Linked DNA regions of Mus musculus: regions 1, 2, 3, 4, 5 and 7 are each linked to region 6. A link is a contact called in public Hi-C, HiChIP or PLAC-seq and promoter capture Hi-C data. All regions are on one chromosome and are shown on one strand. Each heading gives the region's core, a stretch centred on a gene start, on an enhancer-like site or on the middle of the called end of the contact. The rest is flanking DNA. Distances are from core to core; before and after follow the strand shown.

Region 1 (2,889 bases), core at 349-2,848, 130 kb before region 6:
CTCAAGTTAAGAAACTCATGCCAGTGTCATCATGCACATGTCTCTAGAGACCTCGGTATATGAAGAACCCTCTCCCTGGGGTGCCATTAAGTCGATTCACCATTCTTGGACGGAGGAGCATCGTTTCTTGAGAGCATGGCAGTGCATGGCTTAGAGACAGAGAACACTTCTCAGTGCCCATCCCAGGAAAGCACTGTGTGTATTAGAAAATGTATATAACTTCTCTGGGGCATTTTATCCCTAGAGTTTATGGCATTTTATGGATATTAACTTTTGAGCCACATAAGTCCCTATGGGATAGCCCAGGGACAAGACTGTGAAATTCTGAATATAAGATAATACAGCAAAGAAATGTACCTCCTTAAGTATGCATTTCAATAACAACAACTTACTTCTAAGGAAATTACACAAGAAAGATATTTTCTAGGTCAAAATATCTGAGAAATCATAAATACTTGTTTGAGCCATGTTAAAGATAGACAGAACATTGCTTCATCAACACAAATGCAAGCACACAGAGTCCTCAGCTTCCTGAATACCACCCTGGCCTTTTAACCACAAGGAATCGGGCCCTTGGATCTTACCTTACAGCTGGAAGGACCATCTCATTTTTCCTCGTCAAGCGAGAGCTCTCTACATTTTCCAAGTCCTGGGTTGTGTCATCTGCCTGTCAGGAAGGCAGTTGCTTGTTTGATTGTTAATTGCTCTTGTTTTTTATTATAGAACACATTCAGATTTGGGTAAGTAACATGTTCTTCTTTGTAATTAGATATAGTAGTTAAAATATCTTCCAATTCACCATGGCATTTTCCTTTAATCAGCACATCAGCCAGGCTGTGCAGTGATGCCGGAATCATATCTGCAGCTTTACCACAGCAGCACACTGCTCAAAGAACATTGTGCTCCCACTACATTGGACAACAGCAAAGGAATTCAAAGGCAATAGATCTGACTCTGCAAGCTGGAAATGTGTGAACCAAATCAAGTGGAAACGGGGGCTGTCTCCATCATTTTTATCACCAAGTTTTAATTTTCTTCCCACAGCTCTTAGGACATTGCTACATTAAAAAAAAAGTCACCTAGCAATCATGTCTGGAGAGCATGTTAGAGAAGGCATAAGCAGGGCTTCTCCAGTTTGCCCCTTAGGAAAGACAGGAAAGCTACACACTGGTGTCTAAGTTAGTACATGATTAAATGACCATGGCATCCTGCAAAAGGGACATAGAAAACTAAGGACCAGGGGAGATAACAACTTTCAAGTGCTTTCTCATGAAATCTTTTTCCCAACGTTGCTTGGTACAATTCACAGAAGAGAGAACTCAAGTAGTAGAAAGGTTGTTTGCCAAGTGTGAACCAGGAAAGGGGGTTTAGCCAAGCCTACAACCTAGACATCTTCCCATGATAGGGTGCACCCATAGTGTGATCTCCCTCTCCAAACAGGACTCCATCAGCTCCTCGATGTTCACCTGGCAAGCCAGCCCTGTATCATCTTCCTTTGCCTTGTATTCAGTTCATCTGTAACTGACAGAGCAGCCCAGACAAACCAGAGACTGGGGACTAAGGGTACGGGCAAGGAGTAAGAGATGTAGAGTCAGACTCCTGAAGCTGAAAGCCAGGTTTTACCATTTGCTCCCTGTGTGTTCTTGGGCATGCATTTTTCTAAGATTAACACAAACATAATGTTGATGGCCTGGGTGTTGAAGCACTCAGTGCCTGCTTTACATCCTAGCTCAGCCTTGTACATATGGAGAAACCCTAGCAGCTCCTGGGTCTTTGTGTGTCACGTTTCACACCTATAAAACAAGAATGGTGATATGAAATACAATCAGATGTGGACTAAATAGAGTAGTTCATGGAGCTCCTAGAGCTTAGCCTTGTAATAAGAGCTCGATGGCCTTTATCCTTTGCTCCAAGACTCCTTTCCTATCTGTAAAATGATGGTAGAAATAGGTCATGAGGGATGGCGAGGTGACTCAGTGGGTAAGAGCCTCTAGTGCTCTTGCAGAAGACCTGAGTTCAGTTCCCAGCACCCATGCCAAGTAACTCACAACCACCTATAACCAGCTCCACTACAGTGGTTCTCAACCTGTGGGTCTCGACCCCTTTGGTGGGGTGTCAAACAACACTTTCCCAGAAGTCATCTGTCAAGTATCCTGCATATCGGATATTTTTATTATGATTCATAAAAATAGCAAAATTACAATTACAAAGTAGCAATGAAATGATTTTATGGTTGGAGTCACCACACCATGAAGAACTGTATTAAAGGGTCACACCATTAGGATGGTTGAGAAACCCTGCTCCAGGGGATCCAATGGCTTCTTCTGGCCTCTACTGGCACTGTCCCTTGTCTGCACTCAGCCCCCAAGATTTAGGTCATAACATGTGAGTGAAGGATTTATGGGGAGGGAAAACATGTCTGACATAAATGTAGGAGTTCAGAGTGGTTAGTATATGTGATATATATAAACTTGCGCAAATATTAATGAAAATGAAGAAAAATTAAAATAATAGGTCATGATGTCACTTTGGGAATCAAGTGGAATGGTAAGTGCAAAGGACCTTGCTGAATGTGTGATGGCTTTTTCCAGGAAAGGTGATCTGTTCACTCAAAAGCAAGTCCGTGTAACCCCAGAACCTTCCTCCTCACTGTACTGTAGCCTGACAGAGGCATTTGGATATGGAGACAGGTACATCTTAGTACACATAACCCAAGACCAGTGCCTCTGACGACAGAGCAGTGCAGAGGATGGGCCTACTAAAGTGAGAGTCAGTCTCCATGGCTGTGGACATAGAGGGATTGTTGCTTCTTAAACACACACAAGTGCACACATACACAGTGGAGGTAAACTATTTTATTTTATGCATACACGTTTTGAACACAGATAC
Region 2 (2,700 bases), core at 110-2,609, 200 kb after region 6:
AACAGTTAGTATGGTAAAGAGTCCTTGAGTATTCAGGGTGTGACGTGGGATCCAGCCGGAGAATTGCAGAGCATAGAGCTGGTTGTGGTTTGCCACAGGAACACCATTTCTCATTCCATTCTGTACAAGAAAGATGTCTTTAAGAAGAAATGGGCCTTTGACAGCAGTGTTCATTTCAGCTGTGACACTGCAAGAGACATTAGCAAAAGGCCTTGTCAGGGAAGGACATCTGCCCAGGCCTTCTTGAGTCTCTCCCTGGTGCCAGGACTGAGTTCTCATGTAACAGTGTAAGGATGGGTCATCAGGGGAGAATGCAAAGGGAGTGCCAAACGAGAGCAACAGGAAGCCTCGGGAGAGGCAGGTAAGGCATACAATTAAGAGCCTATAAGGCTGAGATGAGGCTCAGTTGGAGAAACGCTTGCGTAACATTCACAAAGCTGTGGTTCCATCGCCAGAACAGAATAAAATGGGGCATGGGGCACGATGTCAGACAACTGCAATCCCAGCCCCTGGAAGGTTGAAGCCAAAGGATCAAAGTTAAGTTCTCTTCAGTACATAGCAAGCTTGAGGCCGTCGTAGGCTACATGAGGCAATGAAGCAGATTCCATAGTAGATAAAAATATCTAAGTATAAACGAAGACATCCGCCCTGTGTTTCCACAGGTATACCTGCCCTAATCCAGGCCCCAAGCAGTTTGCTGTTTGAGTGAAAGGGGGCCCAGATCTTAGAAACACCAAAGAGGCAGTGAAGAGGGTGCTCTTCTGCCTACCAAGGCTCGGTCCTCCTCGCTCCTCTGCCCCAGCACACACTGCATCTGCTGGTTTCTGAGGTGGGGGGAGGGGAGCAGAGCATTCTCAATTCGCCACACCACTTCTCCACATGACAAAGACTTCTCTGCAGATCCCTTCCTAGACCTCAGTGTGGAACTCTGCAGGACTCTCCTGGGTGTTTTGGCATTTCTTTTTATCTGGTGCTACTTTTTAATTTCCATAGGTTTCCATTTTGGAAAGGAAAAAAAAAATCGACCTCAGGTTAAAATTAAAACCAAAGAAAACGCAGGAATGCGGGGCTCCAGACACACAGAGAGAAAACACACAAATCCACTTCAGTGAAACACAGTTACTTTTTTTTCTCCCTCTCTTTCCTTTTTAAGTGGCTTTTGGAGATGGAGAGGCAGATATTTGTGGGAAGATTGATTGGGCCTCTCATTTAGATGCAAGGAATGGGTTGCAGCCATTCTTAGGGAAGGATGGAGTGAGGGCCCGGGGCTGCTGCTCTCCTCCCTGGTCCCGGTCCACTGTACCCCACTGGCTTTCTCTTACTCAGTTCTGCCCTTGCCTTGCAATTCGACACTGGCTCAGGTCCAGAGTGCATCAGGCTGCAGGACCAGAGCCTGGCTCAGGGCACCATGAGTCATGACATCCTCGTAGCAAAGGGAATGGCTGTTAGCAGAGTGGTAAATTATAGGTTCCTGCAGTTCTGTGCTCAGCTCGATAATTTCTGAGGGGTGTCAGGCTTGGAACGAGATCTAGGGATATCTTGATCTCTAGGAACAAACCCACCTGCTCTCCTGGATCTCAGAGTCTACTGAAGAAAGCAGAAGTGTGAGCTAGTGATAACTTGGCATGGATGCTATAATTAGCAAAGGCCTGAGCCAACTAAGATAATGTGGTTTCTCGCCAGGACCCCTCAGAACAATCCACAGGAGGCAGTGGCCCCACCATCGCTGCCTGTTCAAATCCTGTAGAAATCTTTGCCATTTTTTTTTTTTTGTTGTCTGATAGTTTCATACCTATGTATAACACATTTTAGTTATTTACACCTCTCTTCCCCTCTCTCACTCCCTCCAACTGAAACCTTCTCCCTGAGAAGTCTCCTCTTTACTTTCATGTCTTCTTCATGTGTGGCTCTCTGAATTTAATTAGAGCTTTGTGGTAGTTTGAGTATGCTTGGCCCAGGAAGTAACACTATTAGGATGTGTGGCCATGTTGGAGTAGGTGTGGCCTTGTTAGAGAAAGTGTGTCACTGTGGGCGTGGGCTTTAAGACCCTTTAAGATCCTAGCTGCCTGGAAGCCAGTCTTCTTCTGTTTGCCTTCGAAACAAGATGTAGAACTCCCAGCTCCTCCTGCACCATGCCTGCCTGGATGCTGCCATGCTCCTCCTGCCTTGATGTTTATAGAGTGAACCTCTGAACCTGTAAGCCAGCCCCAATTAAATGTTGTCCTTTTATGAGTTGCCTTGGTCATGGTGTCTTTCACAGCAGTAAAACCCTAACTAAAGCAAACTGCTTCTCCAAGGTGGAAAGCTATTTATTGGATCACTGGACAACGTATCAGTGGCTACCCAACTGAAGAAAATGACTCCTGTTCCACCAGCAATCATTAACAGCTAGTAATCCCTCGGGAGGTGTGGGACCATGTGGGTCCCTCCATAATCCCATGGATATCTTAAAAATACCTCTGGCCATATCTGTATACCCACAGCTATTAGCAGCATTAGTTACAATAGCAAAGAAAACCAAAATTTGGAAACAACCTGTGTCTGCTGTTGAATGAAGAGATAAATAAAACGTAGTATATACCTACAGTAGAATATTATTCAGCCTTATATAAGCAGGAAATTATGATTCATGCTATAATGTCAACAGAAATTATTTCTTGAATATAGAAGATGGATTTTGCTCTAGAACGAGTTCTGGAG
Region 3 (2,700 bases), core at 129-2,628, 240 kb before region 6:
TAAGGTCAGAACAGACGTACCAAGTACCTAAGCATTTGGAGTTAGTTTCGGAATATTTCTACTCTGCCACTCTTGCTCCTAGTATAAGACACCGTGTTTCAAGTCTATAGATTTGTGCAGGCTAAGAGCCTGAACCGTCCAACACCGACTATTAAAAGACCAAGAGTCTTCTTTGCGAGGTAGGTTCTTACTGTGAAGTCAGGGTGCTTATATTAGATCTGGCAAATTCAAACACCTGCAGCTGTTTTCTTTTTTCCTTTTCTTTTTAAATTTACATCCATAATCTAGAATATGAGAAAACGAATCCTGACTCAGAAAGGACTGCCCTGTTCTTTGTAGATTACCCCCATCCCTGTCTGTACCTGAGACATGAAGGCTGACCTGCAACATGAAGGCTGACCTGCGATAGTCTTTGATGCTTAACTTTGTCCTGGTCAAAGAGAAGCCATTTTTACAGTTTGAAATAAGGATTTAAGTGCTCACTTCAGTTCAGAAGCAGTCTTGACATTGTACATCCCTAAGTCAGTAATGAATCTGCATAAGCTTATTTTCAGTAATTCCACTAAACCACCCTGACATGACTTGGCTCTTTTTCATAAGGATTCTTTTGATCAGCTGCTTCTGTATTTCAAACTTAGCAGCTACAAATGTGTAATTTTATATGGAAAAAATACAATATTTCTCCTTAATTTGATGCAAATAAGTGCAAAATGTCATTTTCTGTTTCTTTGTACTTTTTTGGATGCAGGGGCAGCATCTTTGGTTTCTCAGGCAGGGACTACAACACCACAAGGGTGAGGGATAGGATGCCCTCGCTAGCAATTTGAGGAGAGATCACAACTGTCATCTCTTTTGCATGAATTTAGGATTAGGAAAAAAAAAATCTGCTCGTGCTAATGGAAAGCCTAGAAGAAAGTAATTTTAAATATAGCAAATTATTATGCAGGAATGAGTTTTGCATGTTTTCAATCAAGTAGTAACTTTAAAACCCAGTATTCCTCTGAGCATTTGAAAGTAAGACATCCAAACCACACTCGTGTATGTGAGCTTCACAAATGGGTTCGCAGCTCCACATTCTGGAAGGTTCCGTAAGTGCCTTGTGAAGGAACTTGGCTATTTCATAACGAGCATTCTGTTGGATTACAGGTGTTACCAGGGACTAAGTCACCATCAGCACAAACTTCCCTTTCAGTGGATGTCCAGGTATGCCCACAACTGATTATCTGTTAGTAATTATCACTATCTTATACCCTGACATTCCTAGCTCTCCCTTGTGAGTTTTCTGATGGCTACCAATAATAAGAGTAAATTACATGGGACCAAAAGAATTTCGTCCTTGTTTCTTACTGTAGCCAAAATTTACACATGTCTCTAATTCAGGGCTACTGTGTAGGGGTTAAGAAACTCTTAGAATTACAACAAATAATTACAGAAAATTGGGGAATTGTAGCCAAAGCACCTATTTGAATTCAGAAAGTCAAAGTGAGCAAGGTATCTACATTATTGCTGCAATAGTCATAGTGACCAGGAATGGAATTGGGCTAGTTGTCCCTCAGCAGATGAATGGATTAAGAAAATGTGGTACCTGGTATTCTGTTTAGCTATAGAGAAACTAGAAATCCTGCTATTTCCAGAAACGTGCATGCAACTGGAAATCATTATGTTAAGTGAAGTAAGCCAGAGTCTGAAAGACAAATAACACATGTTTTCTTTCATATGGAAAGCCTAAATTTAAAAGTATATGTATAATTATATATAATATATGCATATCTATGTGTGTATATTTTTATATGTGTGTTTGTAGGTCATGAAACTAGAAAGAAGATCATAAAGGGGGAGGGAGGGATCTTAAGGGGAGTGAGGAATGGACAGGAGAGTGAATACAGGGAAGAGAAAAATAAAAATGGGTACCAATGCAGAAGAAAGGGAACCAGCTGGGGACTAGGGGGGCAAGGAGGAGGGGAATGATTGAGAACAAAGTATAATAACATCTATGCTTGAAGATGCAAAGATGAAGCCCATTACTTGGCACACTAATCTAAAGGCTTAATTTTTTTTAACAAAAAGTGAATGACTTTCAAAAAAATTATATTTTTTGAAACCTACCTAGTATTATAGAAACGTCCAGACACACACACACACACACACACACACACACACACACACACACACTTTTTCTCACTGAGTTCATCAGACAGCACTTAGGGGAAAATGTTACCCAGAAGATGATGTCTCTGGGTTTGTGGGCTGTTGAATGAAGAGTTTTTGGTTAAAATATTTAACTGGTTGCTAATTCTGCAATTACTGCTAACTGGTGATGATCCACCCAACAGTACCATCCTAAACATGTACAGGGACTTTGTGCTGAACAAAAGGAGATTTCCCAGCACCTTCCATTTTATTTTTGGTGGTAAAAATAGGTTAAGCATGGGTTGACAGAGACACAAAGAGATGAAGGTAGAGAATTGCCAGGTCACATCACCTAACACCTCTTGGCCATATCCCATCAACGTCATATAGGGGAGGGCAAGTGAGACTGTGTAGGTCTGAGGCTTGCAACCCTGAAGCCTTCCTGGACTCATCATTTGTAGAAGGTTGACATTTTTCTGTGCAGTAATAGTGCTAAACAGCATCCCTGATTTCTACCCATGGATGCCAACAGTTTATCACCAAAATTATCTCCAAACATTGAAAAACTCC
Region 4 (2,700 bases), core at 21-2,520, 150 kb after region 6:
AGTCATACTCAGGAGACAGTTCTATAGGCCATCCCTAGGACTCGGGGTGTAGCCCATGGAGAACTTTCCTGGTATGGGTGGAGCTCTGGAGCCCCAGAACTTCAAAAAATGAAAATAAAAGAAAAAAAATTAAGCAAAACATCTGTAAGCAGTTTCTGTTCACAGTTATAACAGGATCTCAATGTGTTCTGGAGTGTAATGGATTCTTAGTGGAGACAGCTCACACCGTTCTACTCACATATTAGCCCTTTCACACTTCAATGTGTGATCGAAGCACGAGAGACCCTCGTCACAATTCCAGGGGACTCTAGATCTTTGGATCCTTTTGAGGGGCTAGGAATCCGAATTTGTATGTGACATCCATGCTGCTGTCTAGAAGCCACACTTCAATGGACAAGGGCTTAGATGCTACTGAAGACATCCTTTTAACTAGAGAAGTGCCCATACATGGCAGTCTGATGAGATGTATAACTGGTTTAATATGGCAGTCTTCTCTGATGGGGGTGATTGGTGGGGACCTCCATCAGCCACCCTCTTTATGTTTTGTTTTTTGAGAAGGGTCTCACTATGTAGCCCTGGCTGACCTGGAACTTGATATGTAGTCCAGACTGTCCTTAAATTCCAAAAGATCCTCCTACCTCTGGGATCAAAGGCGTGTGCTATCACCCCTGACTCTATCAGCCATTCTGACATGAAGGTACAAGACTTTAAATGTTCTTTTTCTTCCTTCCAAGTCTTTGAGCCCACAGTCACCCGGATTTATTGTTTCCCTTGGATGCGCAGAGACGACAGAGACAAGCCATTAAGGTCTAGTTTCCTTCCTTACCGAGAAGTCATAGTTCTTGTGCCATTTCTGACACATCAGGATTATCAGCTGAGGTCAGCCAGTACTTTCTGGAAAGCGTCTTCCTGTGGGAAGCAATGAGAACCACAGTCAGCACACTTGGCCATCCCTGAGGTCTGTGTCTGTAGGTGTAGGAACCACAGTCCGTGTTTACTGCGCAGGAATCCCCAGTGTCCTACGCCGCCGGTGGTGCTGCATCCTGGATGAAGCCCAGAGCCTGCGGGAGAATTCAGGGTGGGTCGGCCCTCAGCCTGTGGCATTCAGTTGCCATCCATGAAAGAAAGACTCACTTTCTCTGGGTTTCATCAAATTGTTTTGGTTCCTGTGGTTTCTTACTAAATAACTATCATCAAATCCCACATGGCAAAGCCAAGGCCTGACACAGACGCGGGCATTACTCATCTGGATGGACCGAGAGGCTCGCTGAGTTCTCAGTTTTAATTTCAGATAGAAGATGGGAGCATGCAGAGGTCACTCACAGGCAGAGCCTCCTTCCCCCTTCCTCTCTGTCAAAGTCTGAGTCACCCTTCCAAGATAGTTTCCTTGCCTCTTTCTCTTTCATCCTGTTTTTTTTTTTCTCTCTTCTCTTAAATTTGTTTGCTTTCTTTGCTGTATATCCCACCAAGAGCAGATAGCCTTCTGTAATCCTTTCCCTTTATACTATCAATAGAAATAATGCAAGCACTCCTACTATTGATTAAGCAGAAACCATGTGTCTGATTCACCACATGTGTTCGCCATGCACATTCATTTGGTCTTCCCAATGCCTTGATAAGGGAAGCTGCTTTTGCAGGCTCACAGCAGAACATGGCAGCTCAGAGGTGTCCAACAGATGTGCCATTAGGTCCAGGGTGTCAGAACACCCAGACCCTCTGAGCTTCTCCTCTCCTTGTAACTCAGCCAAAGGTTGCAGCAAGTTGAGTAGGCTTATGGACTTCCCACCCACAGAGGGCTTCACCTCACCTGCTGTAAGATGGATACAGAATGGTTCTTCTGCCTTGGCTCATGGTATGGCCCATGCCTATTCTCAAGTCAGACTTCATTTCTTCAGCGGCATGCCTGAGCTGTGGCCCTTAGATGACCTTAAAGTTTACCCCCAAAGCTTTTGCACAGGGTGAAAGAGTCAGGCACGGTGGTACAGTGCTGTACATGGTGAGAGGGAGGAGGCAGGAAGCAAGGCTGAGAGACTTTAAGGTCTTGGGAAGATTCAGAGAGCACTGTCCGTGTGAATGTGTGAGAGAGTAGAATACAAAACACGATGCTTCCATGTGCTCTTGCAGGTGGGGGCAAGGAAGTCTCGCTGGAAGTGTCTTTGGTCCTGTAACCACTAGTGCTTAGGGGGCTTCTTGGGTGCCCTTGCCAGCCTTTGCCTCCTCTGACACAAGGGTGAAGGAAAAAGTGCAATGTAGCAAAGATGGAGTCAAAACCAGGATGAAGAATATGTTCCAGTACTTCAGAGGCTGGGGCAAGCAGAACTCTGAGTTTGAGGCCAGCCCAGTCTGCAGAGTGAATTCCAGGATAGCCAGGGCTACACAGAGAAACCACTTCTTGAAAACAAAACAAAAACGAAACAAAAGTCCTCAGACCTTGTAAAAGGCTCGGGGCATGTTAAGTAATGCTACATTTAAGGTGAACACAGTCACAGTTGAGTGAAAACACCTATACCCACCCAGGGCTTTGCAGTGGGAGGGGACAGCAGACATGTTCAAAGAGGCTGAACCTGAGGGGTGGGACAATGGGTAAGTTGGCTTTCGCTTTTGACTTTTCAGATGGTTCCAAGTGAAATGTGTTCATCAGAAAAGCAAGGGCTAAATCAGATACCAGGGAAGAAAAGGAAATATAAAAAACTCAAGCTT
Region 5 (2,840 bases), core at 129-2,628, 190 kb before region 6:
GAAAACTCTGAAGGTCTTTAGGCTTCAAGAGAGCATCAAGGAAGCCATCGATATGTGCCTTTTATAGGATGAAGTACAACGGAGGATACAGGACCCAGGCAGGAGGAGATGAAGATAAGAGGTTAGCTGTATCAGTATAGAGGAGGAGGCAGCAACTGGGCCATGTCCCTTCTCTCAGAATAGCCCCTCACTAAGCCCCTTTTCGCCTCCTCATCCTCAAGAGTTTAGTGAAAGGAGATGCTGAAGGGAGATTTTTTTCCCCCTGCAACCTCCCGTGTCATGAAACTGAGAAGCAACAGGAAAGAGATCCCCCATCGCATCCCATACAAACAAACACAAGCAAACACCACCGTATCGCAAGAGATTTTGTGTCTCCACATCACCAACCTGCCACCAATGCTGGTGGCACGCTAGCTTTGAGAGATGTTTAATAACACAGAGTTCTAAAACAGAAAAAGAGCTCAGGAGGCAACAAATTCGCCAAAAGGGAAAATGAAACCACCAAAGAAGTCATGGAATTCCTTGATAGTCCCCATAAGGTGACGTAACCTACCCTCCGATCTCCCACTTGGATATTTAAACTTAATGTCTCAGACAGGAGGGTCACAGAAGACAGAGGTGTTGATACATTTCTCATGCTCTCTCCTGATCCTTCGTCTCTCTCTCTCTCTCTCTCTCTCTCTCTCTCTCTCTCTCCCTCTCCTCTTGACCACTTATATTCACTTTCTCCTTCACTGTAGCCAGAGACCAAGAAGCAGACTCCAGTTTCCCTAGAACAGATCAATCCTAACAACAATTTACTCTCATGGATGAAAATCCCATTTTCCTCTATGAGGGACTGCTCAGTCAGAAGGCCATGTGGGCCCAATTTGAAAGAAATGGGAAAAAGAAACCAGCCACATCCACTGAGAGCCTGAGGAGCAGGCTGTCCAAGAACAGGGGGGTGGGGGTGGGGGACCAGCATGTACTATGCTTCTAAATTTTATAAGGATTTAGAAGAGCAGAAGAAAATAGCGAAATAATAATTTGGTGCTTAGAGGCTGTGGCTCAAAAAAAATTACAATATTGAATTATAGCAATATGGGATGGTTGCCAAAACTAAGTTTCTTTCTTTTTCTTTTTCTTTTTTTCTTTTTCTTTTTCTTTTTTTTTTTTTCTCCTTCTTTCTTTTTTTTTTTTTAATTTGGCCTTTAAGCCATTTAACAGAAAGATTCCTTTAAAATAATCTATCTATAAAAAATGGAAGCTCACAGAGCTCTTAGAGCTTAAAAGTTACAGACAAAGGAAGCAACTGAAGTGCCTCTCCTGATCGCACCTTAGACTCCTGAGGTCTGCAGAGAGACTGCAAAAGAGCGCCCCCGCATGGACATAGTGAGACGCAGCCTCTGTCGTAGGCACACGGGTGCGCAGTGTAGTTAGAAAAGTGTCCACAATCTCAGGCAAGGACCACACAGTGATGGCAGCCATTTTCCCTGTGAAAAAGTAGCTGTGAAGGGAAGCAGGATATTGACTTAGTAAGCCCACTTCTCTTCTTTCTCTCCCATGGCTTTGAGCTATTTTGTTTTCTCTGGTGTGTGTCCAAGGTAATAGGACCGGTTTCTGCAAATCGCACTGGAAAGGCGGCCCTGGGTACTTTGCATGCCTCGAGTTTGCAGAGGGCTCGTGGAAGCGGCAACAGGTGGGTCTTATTGAGGTTTACAGAAGCAGTCCTGGGGAGGCAGCGTGCCAAGTGTCAGCTCTGCGTTCCATAAATATGCATACATTAGCGTTTAAGATCTCCCTGCATGAATCAGGGTTATTCTATTCTGAAGCACATAAAATTTCATGTGAATTCCATTTTGGTGGGACTTGAAATATACCGCTCACTGACAGTACATTTTCTCATCCGATACCCACAGTAGATTTTATTTAGCATTTAACAATATCATGATTGACTTGTTAATAAAAACTCTCTTATTTCAGATGGGTCATAAATCAGACTGAATCTTTGAAGAGCTGTGCAAACAAGCGAGGAAGGATCCAAGATGACTGTATATTTCTAGTCTCTATTCAGTTTGGTCCCTGATGCTGGCATGATGGCATGTTAAAATTTTGGAGAGAACTTTCAAAGTGAAAAAGTGTCCATTGGCTCATTTTACCAGAAAGGAAGAAAGAAAGAAAGAAAGAAAGAAAGAAAGAGAGAGAGAGAGAGAGAGAGAGAGAGAGAGAGAGAGAGAGAAAGATAAGAAAGAGAAAGAAAAAAGGAAGGAAGAAAGAGAAAGAAAGAAAGAAAGAAAGAAAGGGAAAAGAAAAGAGAAGAGAAGAGAAGAGAAGAGAAGAGAAGAGAAAAGAGAAGAGAGATATAGAATTTTCTAGTTCATAATCCATTTCCTTCATTTTGTGTACTTAGTGCATATCAAACACACAGCCTTCAACATTTTCTGTGACTGAGACAGGATTCTGCCTAGGAATGTAGACACTGAGCAAGTCTGAAGACGATGCAGGCAGTCTAGGGAATAGAATTCCCCGCGTGCTGCGGTCCCTCACTGTGCTGTTATGGTTCATTAACTGTTATGTTAAAGAAAGCTACAGAGTTAAAGCATTTCTTTATCACTGTGCTCCTTAGAGATGTGACTGCTATATATGAATCCCAACATGATCTGAAAATTCCCTTCCTGACGCCCGTTTTTTTTTTTTTTTTCTTTAGTCATTCCCATGAAAATCCTATATACAAAAGACATGGCATTGCTGGGCAGTGGTGGCACAAGCCTTTAATCCCAGCACTTAGGAGGCAGAGGCAGAAGGATTTCTGAGTTTGAGGCCAGCCTGGTCTACAAAGTGAGTTCCAGGACAGCCAGGGC
Region 6 (2,901 bases), core at 18-2,517:
AGGCAAGGGTTGGGGAGGCTCCCGAAAGGAGACACAGGTGACAGCAGGTATCACCTGTTACACTTAAAAAATAAAAATGGCAGCGAGCCTAGCTGTGGACACCACTGCCGAAATGACCGCCCTTGCACGTCACGTTTTACTCTGGATCGAGGTCGAAGGGCTCCTCCAGAACCCCAGTCTCCTGCTTTTACTTCCCAAATTATTTGGTCGGGTTCGGGTTTGCAGTAATTTCTACCTCCCCGAAATTTCCCAGCACCTTTAAGCAAACCGAAAGGCATTGCCAACCATTTTAGAAACTTCGAGATGCCACTTGAGTTGAGTGGAATTTGCTAATCAATGCTAAAACTTTTCAACTAGGAAGGGCCACCAGAATTTTTCACAGCAGGAAAATTCTTGCCGAACTAATAGTAGTTATTCAAAAGTGAACGCAGCCCGCACAATTTCGTAGCAACTTTAGGTGAACAGAAAGAGAACTTGCTTCCGGCGCTGCGAAGCTTGTTCACCTTTCTCACGGCAGCAATTCCGAAACAACAGGGCAAAGTGGAGCCGGCAGGAGCAGGCCAGGCAAGCTCCGAGAGCTTGTAGTGAGCTTAGCACTCCGTTTGCAGCCAGAACGTGAAATGGGGCTTCTCCCGCTCTCCACGAGAACCCCCTCCCCACTTTTGCTTCTTGGGTTGAGAAGTACCACGGGAAGAGGCTCCCGGTAAGGCACGAGTGGAGGCCCTGGAGACCAGGATTGGGGTGCGGCAGCCAATCCCAGGCCCGGGGATCCGGACGAGCTGAGGCCCTAACATACCTTCCAGCGGGAAGCCGCTGCGTGGGTAATTCTGCCCCGGGCCGGGCCGCATCATCCTGGGCACAGCGCCGGCCAGCGTGGTCATCCTGGGGGCAGCTTCGCTCGCAAATTATATCCAGGTGAAGGCGAGACGAAAAAGCGAGCACAGTGCGGCGGGTGACCCTCGGGAACTCTCCGGATCTCGGAGAGCTCCTCCCCCAAAAAAGGCCAGAGAGGGAGGCGGGGCGCGGGGAGGGGGGCGCTAATAGATCCAAGTCCACAGGCTCCAGAGGAGTCCCTTGAGTGCAGGATCCCAAGCCCAGGGCGGACGAGTTTGGTGCGAGTCTAGCAGATCGGCCCCTCAGCTGGGGCTACTGGCAAAGGTGCTCACTGCACCGCGAAGATCGGGTGAGGGAGGGTGGTGACGAGGCAGGAACACGTCCCAAGTCTCCTCCCGTCGTGACACCGAGTGCAGGGATCCGGACTAGGGAGCATTTATTAGTTCTTTCACCCAAAGCTTGATCAGGAGCCCTGAGCTGCGATTGGCCGAGGAGGAGACCGTCCCGGGTGGCAAAGACACGCGCTGATTGGGCGACAGAAGCTACTTTCTCTTCCCATCCCTGACGGTCCCCAGGCCTCCGCCGACCCAGAGGGGGACTAGCTCTGTGTCCCTTTCTCAAGAGAAGGGTGGACAGGTTGAAACTAGGAGAGGCAGCTTGGGTGGCAAGAGCCAGTGAGGATGGAAAAAGGCTCGCGGTGTCCCTGTCCCTCTACATGAGATTCAGCCTTGATCATCTTGGTTTTCTATTACTCTGTCCTAATCTCTTTCCGCCTTTCTCTGGAAACCTTGCTATATCCGCCCCTTATTTCCTCTGTCTGCCCCTGCTTTTCACCTGTGGATTTCGCTTCGGGATTACTAATACGGAGATGGCGGTGGAGCAAATTTGGAAAGGGGCACAGAGAATTCCGGATGTGTTTCCTTTTCCTTTCTCTGGTCTGCCTCTGGGCCTGAGCTCCCTATGTGAGCCTCCCAGAAAGGCATCTCTCAGGAAGAGTCCAAGATGTGCCCAGAAGGTCCTTTTGTCTTTCTTAGGCTGGGAATGAAAGACAGGTGGCATAGCCATGACAGAGACTGAAGAGGTTAGGCCTCCCCTGGGCTCCAAGTTGCAAGCAATGGGGAAGCCAGCTCCTTTTCTTGGTTTAAAAACCCTTCTGAGAAGCGGGGACTTTAAATCTCCACGTACACATTCATCCCCGATGCACTTGCATCTATATGTTGAGGTTTTGCCCGGGTGCAGCGTTTGTTCTCAGGAATTTATTATGGCATTCAGACTAAACTGCTGGAAAAATAAAAGAAGCAACGTCTTGGCTAGGAGCTGAAGTGTCCCCAGCAGGATATGACGCCAGGAGTGTTGTAAAGACTGTCTGTCCTTAGAGAAGGTACCATTGTGCCTAGCCTTTTATTTATAACTTGGTAAGTGCCAGCGAACACTCCTCCCTTACACCCCCCTCCCGTGCCAGCCCCACGTTCTGCGCTGCTCTTTATTCCCTCAAGTCTATTCAGGGACTGTCACTCTGGGGCCGAGAGGTATTCAGGGCCTTAATCAATCAAAAGGATGAGAATCAGGCAGGTTTTTTCCCCTTTGAAATAAAGGAAACAATGACTTCTGGGCTTCAAGTTCCCTTTTCTTTTTATGATATTTGAATTTTTCCTGCCCCTGAATCCTCCAACCCTCTCTCCATGTCCTCCCCCCCCCCATCTCCTTTGACAGTTTTGATGTGAACTCAGGCCCCCAATCCTACTTGCCCACCCCCTAATTAAGGCAAACTCAAGGGGGGGGGGCGTGCGTGTAGTTGTTCAAAGTCCCTGAGCTGGCCCTTTAAGAGTTCACTCCCAGTGGAGAAAGCTGGGTAGCTCTTTGCTCCCCCTGAAGTCAAAAGGGCTTATCGACCCTGGGAGCAGGCGAGACGGGCCTCTGGGGACTCCAGAAAATGTCTGGACACCCCACCCCCACCCACCCACATTTGGGGAGGAGCATTAGAGCTCACAGTGGAGAGAGAGTCCAGAAGCTGTTGGCCCGCAGAGCTGCTTAACCAAGTTTTATATAAAATAATTCAATTTGTCA
Region 7 (2,790 bases), core at 223-2,722, 250 kb after region 6:
GCAACTACCATGCCAGGCCAGGAGCACAGAGTGGATCCTATTCCAAAGCAGCCTAAGGGACGAGTGCCGCGCTGCCACCTGTGCTACTGTTCCCACCAAGGACCAAGAACTCCGATATCTAAACTCTCTAATCAAAGGTGAGGCTAAGGATAATATTAAAATCAGGCAGGTATAAATGCCAGGGAACCCAACAATATGTGTAAACTAATATGAGAGGCCTAATTCTGCTGCAGAAATGTAAACACACACATACACACACACACACACACACACACACACACACACACACACACACACACAGTCTTTCTCCTCCTGAAGGGAGAAAATGAAGTGCAACAGAGCTAAATGGCCCTTTCATACTGCTGACTTGCTTCTGGGTCCTCCTGCCATGTGGTCCCCATGTGTTGGTGTCAAGGCCTCCACTTGAACACAGGCATGCACTGAACCCACTTTGTAGCTCCACACTCACCGTGAGAGAACAGGCCGACAGTAAGGCCGCCATTCCAAGGGCTCACCAATGCAAATGAGAAGCTGCCTTAGTTTGGTAATCTTTGCCTTGGTCTACTTTTTCCTAATCTCCAAATTATTTAAAGTGAACCTTTCTTGATAACAGTAAAATATCTAGACCAAAACCACAGAAGTTTTAAAGCAATTTATGTGCTTTGAGGAACTATAGCAAAAAAAAATTTACAGTTAAAACTTTAAAAAAGAGCTGCAAACAGAGTCAGTTGACAGAGTGCTTTAGCACTGCACGGTGGCACTAGCATCTCATGTTCAAGGGCATCCTCGGGGACACAGTGAGTTTAACGCTATCTTAGGCTACATGAGCCCTTCTCTTCAAAAAGATAAAAAATAAAATTAAAGTTTATTTCTTTTAAGAAAAGTTTCAGGATATTTATAACTTATGTGGGAAATAATAAACTAACTTCTAGGTTTAATTTTGCAATACTTTGAGGGCTGCGTGTTAACCTCATTATTTAGGTGTCCTCCCTACCCCACGGTTTTTCACATTTTCCAGAGGTACCACCCCCTCTGGATTTGGTTCTTCATATTTTGTTTAAACATTCACTCTCCATTCCCATCATCGCCCACAGAAAAATGATGAGGTATGCTAAAACTCCCACCTCCTTGCCTTCTGCAGGAGAGGCCATATTACATCACAGGAAGTAAAGACTGCATGCCACAAAGTAAGAACTATTTAGATTTCATGCCAAGGCTAGGGTTTGTTGGAAATGCCTTGGTTCTTTATAACTCAGTTAACAGACCTCTTGTGTCATGCCATCAAACAATTCTGCTTCTTAAATGGGCCTGCCAAGTATGTCAGCCTAAATTATCCATGTATTGCACAGACTTCAAAGTACTGCCTGGAGAGAGCTGATCTAAACCACCCAAAGGAGGGGTGGCTAGATGCAGTTCTGTGAGCTCAAAGAATACAACACATGAGGGTTTGTTTGGTTTGTTTAAGGAAAAGAAAAGGGAGTGGCACACAGTGCTGAGCATGTGACTCATATCCTAGGCTTTGCCATCGGCTTCCAGGCAGTGTAGATCCTGTTGCACCAATGATTAGAGGGGAATTAGTGGTTTCTGGTAATAATATCATCTAGGGTACAGAGTCATCCTTACACTCACATGTACCCAGACGCCAAATAAAGATGCTGTCAGAACAAAAGTGTAAGGGGAGAACAAAAAGCTTCTGGAAAAATCAAGGGCTGATACTGTGCTCATGCTGGAGATTCACAGTAGGCCAGACTCAGAGAATGAAGCACTTCACTGGTGCATCTATGGCTACCTTTCCAGCAGCATTTTCAACACTGGTACTCACAAAACCGTAACTCATGCTGCAGACCTGCCTCCTAAAGAATTTTAGCATGTTCTAAATGACCACAGCTAATGTAGGGAACCAAGAATCCTGATGTATTCCTTACAGGACTATAAATTAGTATAGTGAAATAAGTAAGCAAAGGCATGGAAGTGAAGGAGGGACTAGATGGGGAGATCAGCGGCAGTGACGGGGTTACAGGCCATGAGGGTGTGAATAAAACACAGGGCACAATAGGCAGTGGGTGCCCTTAATCCCAGCACCAGGCAAAGGCAGTCAGACTGGAGGCCAGCCTGGTTTACAAGTTCCAACCAAACCAGATGTAGCTGTTTTAAGAAAAAAGAGGAGAACAGGAAGAAAAGAAAATGGCATAGTAAAATCCATTTTATAGGTATAATTAATGTATGCAATATAGTACCATATACGACATATGTATAGACATAACTATATGCTGGGTATGTTGGCTCATGTGAACCTGTAAGCAGGATGTAAGTTTGAAGATAGGCAAGATCACAGAGCAAGACCTGACTCAAAACCAACAAAGTCAAAACAAAAACAAAAACAAAAAAGAGAAAAAAAATCAGTTAAAAAGTTTAGAAAATAATTTACTAAATTATCAAATATTTAAATGTATATACCTAGGGACTGACAATTATTTCTAAAATAATTATTTGCTCAAGGGAAAATGATACTCACTTAAAGACATACTTTAGGAAAAGTCTCAGGACCATCATTCATTCATGCTCACTCTGCTTTCCATATGGTAGACTATTATACAACTATTAAAAATGAGATCACTAGTATGCATCCAGATAGGTTAGATTAAGTGTAACCGCATCTGTATAAACTACAAAACTATCACTTTCTTTGTAGCTGCACACAGAAGTGTAACATGGCCACAGATATATGCAAGGACAGGCAGTGAATTAATTCTAGATGTGGAATGTCTGACAAGTTGTAGATCTTATTTT

The links. Promoter capture Hi-C pulls out the DNA fragments that hold promoters and counts their contacts. A called contact is a pair of places that touch in the nucleus more often than the background predicts. HiChIP or PLAC-seq counts read pairs in DNA pulled down with a chosen protein or histone mark.
Region 1: a promoter capture Hi-C map of the 3T3-L1 cell line shows a contact between it and region 6, with 2.3 times the contacts expected there. The contact joins the enhancer-like site here to the promoter of Pax3 in region 6. A contact is called at or near these places in 5 of 39 promoter capture datasets (the 3T3-L1 cell line, cranial neural crest, frontonasal cranial neural crest and 2 more), 2 of 484 Hi-C or Micro-C datasets (embryonic fibroblasts and granulosa cells) and 3 of 115 datasets of contacts at active chromatin or transcription factors (craniofacial prominence, embryonic limb bud and stem cell-derived neural progenitor cells).
Region 2: an H3K4me3 HiChIP or PLAC-seq map of craniofacial prominence shows a contact between it and region 6, with 3 times the contacts expected there. The contact joins the enhancer-like site here to the promoter of Pax3 in region 6. A contact is called at or near these places in 3 of 39 promoter capture datasets (the HPC-7 cell line, cranial neural crest and liver), 11 of 115 datasets of contacts at active chromatin or transcription factors (craniofacial prominence, embryonic basal ganglia, embryonic forebrain and 8 more) and 3 of 9 other capture datasets (adipose tissue, embryonic stem cells and pancreatic islet).
Region 3: a promoter capture Hi-C map of maxillary cranial neural crest shows a contact between it and region 6. The contact joins the enhancer-like site here to the promoter of Pax3 in region 6. A contact is called at or near these places in 6 of 39 promoter capture datasets (cranial neural crest, embryonic stem cells, frontonasal cranial neural crest and 2 more), 1 of 15 datasets of contacts at CTCF or cohesin (stem cell-derived epiblast-like cells), 4 of 484 Hi-C or Micro-C datasets (embryonic fibroblasts and embryonic stem cells), 10 of 115 datasets of contacts at active chromatin or transcription factors (craniofacial prominence, embryonic hindbrain, embryonic midbrain and 5 more) and 1 of 9 other capture datasets (embryonic stem cells).
Region 4: a Hi-C map of muscle stem cells shows a contact between it and region 6, with 2.2 times the contacts expected there. The contact joins the enhancer-like site here to the promoter of Pax3 in region 6. A contact is called at or near these places in 1 of 39 promoter capture datasets (the HPC-7 cell line), 3 of 484 Hi-C or Micro-C datasets (muscle stem cells, nephron progenitors and uterus), 1 of 115 datasets of contacts at active chromatin or transcription factors (craniofacial prominence) and 2 of 9 other capture datasets (adipose tissue and pancreatic islet).
Region 5: a contact with region 6 is called in a promoter capture Hi-C map of cranial neural crest. The contact joins the enhancer-like site here to the promoter of Pax3 in region 6. A contact is called at or near these places in 6 of 39 promoter capture datasets (the 3T3-L1 cell line, cranial neural crest, frontonasal cranial neural crest and 3 more), 2 of 484 Hi-C or Micro-C datasets (embryonic stem cells and nephron progenitors), 13 of 115 datasets of contacts at active chromatin or transcription factors (craniofacial prominence, embryonic basal ganglia, embryonic forebrain and 8 more) and 2 of 9 other capture datasets (embryonic stem cells and embryonic tail).
Region 7: a contact with region 6 is called in an H3K4me3 HiChIP or PLAC-seq map of craniofacial prominence, with 4 times the contacts expected there. The contact joins the enhancer-like site here to the promoter of Pax3 in region 6. A contact is called at or near these places in 6 of 39 promoter capture datasets (the 3T3-L1 cell line, cranial neural crest, frontonasal cranial neural crest and 2 more), 4 of 484 Hi-C or Micro-C datasets (B cells, brown adipocytes, peritoneal macrophages and 1 more), 13 of 115 datasets of contacts at active chromatin or transcription factors (craniofacial prominence, embryonic hindbrain, embryonic limb bud and 8 more) and 1 of 9 other capture datasets (embryonic stem cells).

What each region holds. Positions count from the first base shown.
Region 1 is chr1:78,065,708-78,068,596 of GRCm38.p6, forward strand. No RefSeq gene overlaps it. Among named protein-coding and RNA genes, the nearest start is that of Pax3, 130 kb to the right of the region's middle. Within about 2 kb of position 1,599, at least 1 of the 459 cell types and tissues checked has an H3K27ac peak or open chromatin away from gene starts, as enhancers often do.
Region 2 is chr1:78,395,107-78,397,806 of GRCm38.p6, forward strand. All of the region lies in intron 4 of Sgpp2 (sphingosine-1-phosphate phosphatase 2), which reads left to right. Among named protein-coding and RNA genes, the nearest start is that of Gm51634, 40 kb to the left of the region's middle. Within about 2 kb of position 1,360, at least 51 of the 459 cell types and tissues checked have an H3K27ac peak or open chromatin away from gene starts, as enhancers often do. A contact at or near this core is called in craniofacial prominence and pancreatic cancer cells, where this site is marked.
Region 3 is chr1:77,951,378-77,954,077 of GRCm38.p6, forward strand. No RefSeq gene overlaps it. Among named protein-coding and RNA genes, the nearest start is that of Gm26263, 54 kb to the left of the region's middle. Within about 2 kb of position 1,379, at least 1 of the 459 cell types and tissues checked has an H3K27ac peak or open chromatin away from gene starts, as enhancers often do.
Region 4 is chr1:78,346,466-78,349,165 of GRCm38.p6, forward strand. All of the region lies in intron 1 of Sgpp2 (sphingosine-1-phosphate phosphatase 2), which reads left to right. Among named protein-coding and RNA genes, the nearest start is that of Gm51634, 9.0 kb to the right of the region's middle. Within about 2 kb of position 1,271, at least 35 of the 459 cell types and tissues checked have an H3K27ac peak or open chromatin away from gene starts, as enhancers often do. A contact at or near this core is called in muscle stem cells and uterus, where this site is marked.
Region 5 is chr1:78,007,568-78,010,407 of GRCm38.p6, forward strand. No RefSeq gene overlaps it. Among named protein-coding and RNA genes, the nearest start is that of Gm26263, 110 kb to the left of the region's middle. Within about 2 kb of position 1,379, at least 14 of the 459 cell types and tissues checked have an H3K27ac peak or open chromatin away from gene starts, as enhancers often do.
Region 6 is chr1:78,195,869-78,198,769 of GRCm38.p6, forward strand. It overlaps Pax3 (paired box 3), which reads right to left and starts at 1,268. Exons shown (of 8, transcript NM_008781.4): 1 at 797-1,268. The coding sequence starts at 881. RefSeq lists a promoter at 832-2,822, an enhancer at 1,987-2,597 and cis regulatory regions at 1,987-2,219, 2,375-2,597.
Region 7 is chr1:78,446,934-78,449,723 of GRCm38.p6, forward strand. The region is part of intron 15 of Farsb (phenylalanyl-tRNA synthetase, beta subunit); the gene reads right to left. Among named protein-coding and RNA genes, the nearest start is that of Farsb, 41 kb to the right of the region's middle. Within about 2 kb of position 1,473, at least 59 of the 459 cell types and tissues checked have an H3K27ac peak or open chromatin away from gene starts, as enhancers often do. A contact at or near this core is called in pancreatic cancer cells, where this site is marked.